2 separate regions of the Sus scrofa genome follow, and region 2 is linked to region 1. Evidence: chromatin contacts called from public Hi-C data. All regions are on one chromosome and are shown on one strand. The core of a region is the stretch at or near the end of the contact, and the rest is flanking DNA. Distances in the headings are between cores, read along the strand shown. Region 1 overlaps PLD1 (phospholipase D1). Region 2 has its middle 6.4 kb from the start of TMEM212.

What was found. Hi-C and Micro-C count contacts between places; a contact is called where the count stands out from the background.
Region 2: a Hi-C map of omental adipose tissue shows a contact between it and region 1, with 2.1 times the contacts expected there. The contact joins two enhancer-like sites. A contact is called at or near these places in 12 of 47 Hi-C or Micro-C datasets (adipocytes, alveolar macrophages, embryonic fibroblasts and 7 more) and 2 of 2 datasets of contacts at active chromatin or transcription factors (alveolar macrophages and skeletal muscle).

The regions. Positions count from the first base shown.
Region 1 is chr13:110,200,608-110,203,690 of Sscrofa11.1, reverse strand. PLD1 (phospholipase D1) reads left to right here. Exons shown (of 27, transcript NM_001244589.1): 22 at 2,993-3,083. Among named protein-coding and RNA genes, the nearest start is that of TNIK, 150 kb to the right of the region's middle. Within about 2 kb of position 1,565, at least 18 of the 83 cell types and tissues checked have an H3K27ac peak or open chromatin away from gene starts, as enhancers often do. A contact at or near this core is called in omental adipose tissue and retroperitoneal adipose tissue, where this site is marked.
Region 2 is chr13:110,406,418-110,409,500 of Sscrofa11.1, reverse strand. No RefSeq gene overlaps it. Among named protein-coding and RNA genes, the nearest start is that of TMEM212, 6.4 kb to the left of the region's middle. Within about 2 kb of position 1,445, at least 27 of the 83 cell types and tissues checked have an H3K27ac peak or open chromatin away from gene starts, as enhancers often do. A contact at or near this core is called in omental adipose tissue and retroperitoneal adipose tissue, where this site is marked.

The sequences.
Region 1 (3,083 bases), core at 316-2,815:
GCCGTGAGCTGTGGTGTAGGTTGCAGTTGCGGCTCGGATCCTGCGTTGCTGTGGCTCTGGCGTAGGCTGGTGGCTACAGCTCCGATTGGACCCCTAGCCTGGGAACCTCCATATGCCGCGGGAGCGGCCCAAGAAATAGCAAAAAGACAGAAAATGTATTTTGTTTAGTGGTTCCTCAAAAAGCTAAACATAGAATAACTGTATGACCCAGCAGTGCCATTCCAGCATATATACTCAAAATAATAGAAAGCAGAGAGCCCCGTTCACTGCAGCATTACTCACAATAGCCAAAAGGTAGAAACAGTGCAAGTGCTTGCCCACAGATGACTACATAAACCAAATGTGGTCTGTACATACAATGTAATATTATTCAGCTATAAGAAGGAAGGAAATTCAGACACGCACTACACCATGGATGAATCTTGAGGATATTAAGTTAAATAAGTCAGACACAAAAAGACAATATTGTTTGATTCCACTTAGATGAAATATCTAGACCAGGCAAATTCCTAGCGACAGAAAGTGGATTAGAAGTTACCAGAGGTTGCAAGGAGGGGAAGTGGGAACTTAGAGCTTAGTTATCACAGTTTCTGTTTGGACTCTTGAAAGTTTTGGAAATAGAGATCACAATGGTTGCATAACATGTGAGGGTAATTAATAACACTGCATGGTACACTTAAATGGTTAAAATGGCAAATTTTGTGTTACATATGTATTTCACCACAATAAAAAAAAATCAAATAAAATGTAACCTAATTTGAAGGAAAACATCCTGTTTAACCTCTTGTCTATCAGAGGCTTCCCAGAAAGAGACATTCTTTCCATCTGACCTCATTCTCCCAAAGCAGATAGTACCAGGTACAGAGAGTTTGCAGAGCTCCTTTGTTGGGCACTGCCCCAAACAGAAAGATATGAGCATGGATATCCTATGCTTCAAGAGGGCTTATCATGTGGTCTAGCCAGCAGATGTGCCTATTGCTATTGTGTGAAGCAGAAGGGATGCTGCATAGCCATCCTAGCCACATGCTAGGGGAGTGCGGAGGCAGAAGCAAACCAGTTTTGACCGGCACATCCAGGTTGGCCTGAGCGAGGAAGGAGCCATTTATCAGCCCTCCAAGGAGAGGGCTCCTACGATGCGGAGAAGCGCACTCCGGGCTAAGGGGGCAGATGCGCTATTGCTAGCCTGCCTTAGTAGGATGCACTCTGAACACAGGATGGTGGTTCCTGTCTGTCACTGGAGTGTGGGCCTGGGAGGACCGGACTGAAGGTGAATCTGTCAAGGCAGCAGGAGACAGATGGTGACAATTTTTAAGTGTGAGATTCATTTGGACTTCTAAATACTGGCTGTGGGGAAATAGCTTAGGTGTTCTTTCTGTTCTTCTTCTCACTGTCTTGTTTACCATCCAGGAATGTGTGCCTCTTACTCTTATCTGACAGAGGACTTTAACAGTTCACATTTAAAAATTTAAAAAATTTTTTTCCAACTCAAACTGTGTTTGCCATCTAGTGATTAATCCATGCCATTACAACACCCTAGTCCAAATTCCTAAGCATGGAAGTCAAGCTCACAGGCCTCCAGACTCTGTTCTATTGGCCATTGCTTCTGCTTGGAACTGCACTTTCCCTGGACCCTAATACGGTACGTTGGCATCAGAGACCTCAAATCTGATCGCTTTTAGGGTAGTAATAATATTTTTTTCTGAAAGAAAAATGTAGTTGCTTAGAAGAAAATGAACTTTAGAAATTAAGTATTATGAAAAGTTTAGGTTGGTTCCCACTTGAAAATTAACCTGTAGCAGCAACTTTGTGTGAATATAAACTTCTCAGATAAAAGGGCAAGATTCCATGAACACCACAGTCATCTCCAGACTTTCTCTCTCTTCTTCCTGTGTGTCTTTTAGAGATAAGGACCTTGACAGTCTAGCCTCCAAAGAGGTGGTATCTATTTGAACATAATTTTCCAAATTTCTGACTTTCTGAATACAGATCAAAGGAAGGAGCCGCATTTCTCCCGTTTGTTACATCACTGGGAAGCAAAGGCGGTTCAAAGGCTTTTCCTTTCAAAGATTGTTGTTAATCATCAGTAGGGAGAGTGGGCCAAGAAATATTGTGTTGTATATGTAGGAGATTTAAAACTCGGCATCAGTGACTCAGAATGCATGAAGGGCCTGGGGTAAAATTTTGCATCTGAAGCAGAGTTTTCAGAGATGAATCAGAGTTTCCAAACAATGATGAACATCTGCATTGGAAATCATACTGAGTCCAGTATGTCTTTTAGCCCCTGAGATCTACGCTGTGGGATCTCATTTACTCAGTAATTAACAGCTGAATGCCTACTATTTGCTGGATTCTGAGTTAGGTACTTATACATAAAACTCTTAGGTCAATGTCTTTTTCAGAACTAAATTTTAACCCCTCACCCTTCCAAGGGATCCAAACAAGGCTTTGTTGCAATTGATTTTGTCCTAGAAAGGATTATGCTGTGGGAGGTAGTGGATACAGTCCTCACTTTACTGCCAAGTTCAGCTTATTTTTCAGGTTGCTATGAACAGTTAGCCTGGATAATAGCTTCTGGTCTCCAATGCAACAGCACCTCCTTCCCCCGCAGAGCCTGGGGATTGATAGAATGTATTGTAGGAAGCCATTTGCTCAGTCTTTAAATCCATGTGAACTGCTTGGCTATCTTTTGTTTTTGTTTTTGTTTTTGTTTTGAGTACTGTAGCTGCGTCATACGGAAGTCCCCAAACTAGGAGTCAAATCAGAGCTGCAGCTTCTGGCCTACACCACAGCCCTAGCAATGCTGGATCCAGCTGTGTCTGCAACCTACTCTGCAGCTCATGGCAACACCGGGTCCCAACCCACTGAGTGAGGCCAAGGGTGTTACTGCTGAACCATAGTAGGAACTCCTTGGCTGTCATTTTTAACTGTTACTTTGTCTTTTTTTTTTCTTTTTCTTTTTAATTGTAAAACTTTCTGCCCCTGACTTTTGCAGGGAAAGCCAGAGGTACCGGGTGTATGTTGTGATACCACTGCTGCCAGGTTTTGAAGGAGACATTTCAACCGGCGGAGGAAATGCTCTGCAG
Region 2 (3,083 bases), core at 196-2,695, 210 kb before region 1:
TTTTTAAGTTGTTTTAGGGACAAACCTCTAAGTCCTTTTATATGGGAAATGTATATTCACTCAGTTCCTTGTCTTGGCATTTTTGAAAAAGAAAAGAACCAAATTGTTCAATGAGAAACTAAACACCATTTTTGGGTCTAGTTATACCCAGGTAAAAGGCAAAAGTTAGGGAAGAACAGTGAGATGTGTTCACTAAAGCCCTCTACGGTTGTCATTGTTATTCCCATTTTACAGATGGCAAATCTGAGGCTCTAAGATAATAAATAACGAAAGTGACCCAACTAATTAGTGTTGAATCCTTGCTTTGAACTCAGGAATACCTGACTCTGAAGTTTATAATTTTTGTCTGTCTCTAGTAGATCATTATACAGGTGTACTCCATCTTTTTAAACGCCTATGTACATCTGAAAATTGAGCCATGAAGTATCAAGGCACATAGGGCTGCACTCAATTCAAAGATGATGCTGCATACGCACAAAGGAGACCTGATTAGAACTGCTGATTCCACTCCCAGTTACAAAAAAATAAATTAACCAAGAAGTGAACAAAGAGATTCCTTGCTATTTCTTTTCTAAAAATTAGAACAAGGAGGGAACTAAAACCAAAGTTTCTTTTCTGCGTATTGATGTAAAAATCCCAGAATTTCTATCCAGAGCATTGCCAGGGCTGGTTTTCCATTCTGCAGTGCTTCATGTGTGGGCTCTTGCCCTTAATGTGGAGATGGACGGGGATGGTTACCGTATGGAATGTTCCTGAACATCTGTTTGAGGGAGTGTGGGCTAAAACAAATGAACATGATGAGGAGCAGCCTGGTGCAGCAGAAAGAGACCAGGGCTGTATGACCTTGAGTAAATTAAAGCCTCTTATAATCTTTGTGTCCTCAGGAACATGTGGAGGTTAGACCAGATAATTTCTAAGACTCCTCCATATCTAAGATTCCATGGCTTAAAATAAATCCCAAGGGAGCAAACGTACCTAAGTGGCCAAATTGCCTGTCCCTAAGAAGCCTTTATCTGGAAGAATGTTATCTGCTTGAGGACTGGGAACTTCCAACTAGAGCTTCCCCTCTATCTGGTATGAGCAGTGGGCAACTGGTTCTTACTGGACAGATTTCACCCAGAGTTCCTCCAAGGAGCCTCACTTTGACCTTTGTGGCACACAAATAGCCAGTAAATGGAAGCCAACATCCACCAGCTGGACAATTCAAAGGCTCCAAGAAACAAATTGGTGATCTCAGCCCAGCTCTGGTGACTATGTTATAAAATAATGAAAACTTGTCAACAAGCACAGCAGAGGCTAAGGAGGGCAAGGATTGAAGGAACATAAAACCAAATCACTTTTCCTTCCCAGCTTCTTGAAAAGGGATGAAAAGCTGGGAGGGAACTGATAGCAAACCTTTCAGGCATGGAGTTCCTGGTGTAGATAAATGGAGAGATGAGAATTTAATGAGGATGTGGACGTGGCAGAGAACACAAAAGCAAATCCCCGTCCACTGGCCAAAAGGGACTAGGTTGAGTGAACTTCTTGAAACCAGTTTCTGATTAGTCAGAAAACAAAGCCTTACCTAGCTTTCCGAGCAACAGTTGAAATATCAGCAGCCTCATTTCCTATATATTTTAAAATATAGGGAAGCAACTTAAACTAAGTATGTACAAACCACTGATTCACTCCCTTGCTTCATCCAGGCCTCTGCTCAAAGGGCCCCTCATCACAGACCAGCCCTCGTCAACCTTTTCTTCATCCTTTTTCTGAGCTTACTCATTACCACATGATTTTATTCTTCCTAGCTTTTGGCTCACTTGATTTCTATGCGTCTTCCGAACTAGAATGAAAACTAGTTGGACACAGAGGCCAATACTTTGTTTTGTTCACTACAACACCCCAGAGCCAACAACAGTGCTGGACTCACAGTAGATGTTTAGAAATGATGAATGAATGAATGAATTTATGAAGTCACTGCTTATCACAGTCGCTAGTTTATACAGACTGTTTTGCTGTGAAAGCTAGCTCTTCAGGCTTTCACCTAAAAATATTTAATTTCTTGCTACCTTAAATCTCTCCATCCCCTCTCCATGAAAATCCACACAGAAACACAAGGAAAAGCTTCCCGGTTAGCTCACCCAGCTGTGAGACTGCACTGTGACACTTCCGCATTGTATGCAGATCATGGGAGAGGCACCCTGAAGTCACCATCCTGCGATTCTTTTGGCCTGAGGACACCAGCCCCTGACATACTGCCACATGACATTGTGTGTTTTAAAGGAAAAGACACAAGATCACAGACTAACTGCTTAAGTCCAGCAGGAACTTCTGCCTCTGAAAGAAAGCTCTCATGCACATTTTTCCTCCACTGGTGATGCCAGCTTTTAAAGCAGTTCATGTTCATGGTGATCTATCTAATTTAACGGTTTTTATGTATCTCTGCATATTCAAAGGTTTTATCTATTTCTTTATCTGACCACTTTCCATAAATAGTAAGTATTTTCCCCGGTCTATAGACAAATGAAATAACAAAGACATAGAAAACTTGTGCTCCAGAGAATTTGGCTATGAAAACTTATGCTCTTTTTGTATTTCCATACAGATGATATTGTGATCTCTTCTGAGATAGGATAATAAAAGAAGTGCGTCCTTATGACATAAGGAATTGAGTAGCATAGAATAAACACCACCTACTACTAGCAGATGTGGGATCATTTTTTTCATACAAAGGCCCACACTTTCCTTTTTCAACAATGGAGGTATCCTACCCTAGTTTGTACATATGTATATATTTACTATTTTTTTAAAGAAGAGAAAGGGCATTTCTTGGAACTTCCTCATGGCATTGTCCAAGTACATAAACACTTCTGCTTCTTTCTCACAATCTACGCAAAGCTAATTGACATAAAAGGTAAAAGCTAGGCCTAAGCAAGCCTCCTTTATCTAATGGACAAGTTCACTAAGAAGAATGTAGGGCAATGAAAATGAAAAGTACATAAAAATAACCCAACTGCAGGATCACACACTGAGTCTATAAGAACCTTAAAGACCAGCCAGTCCAGGCTTGTCATTTCACAGAATAATTCCATGGTTAAAATACC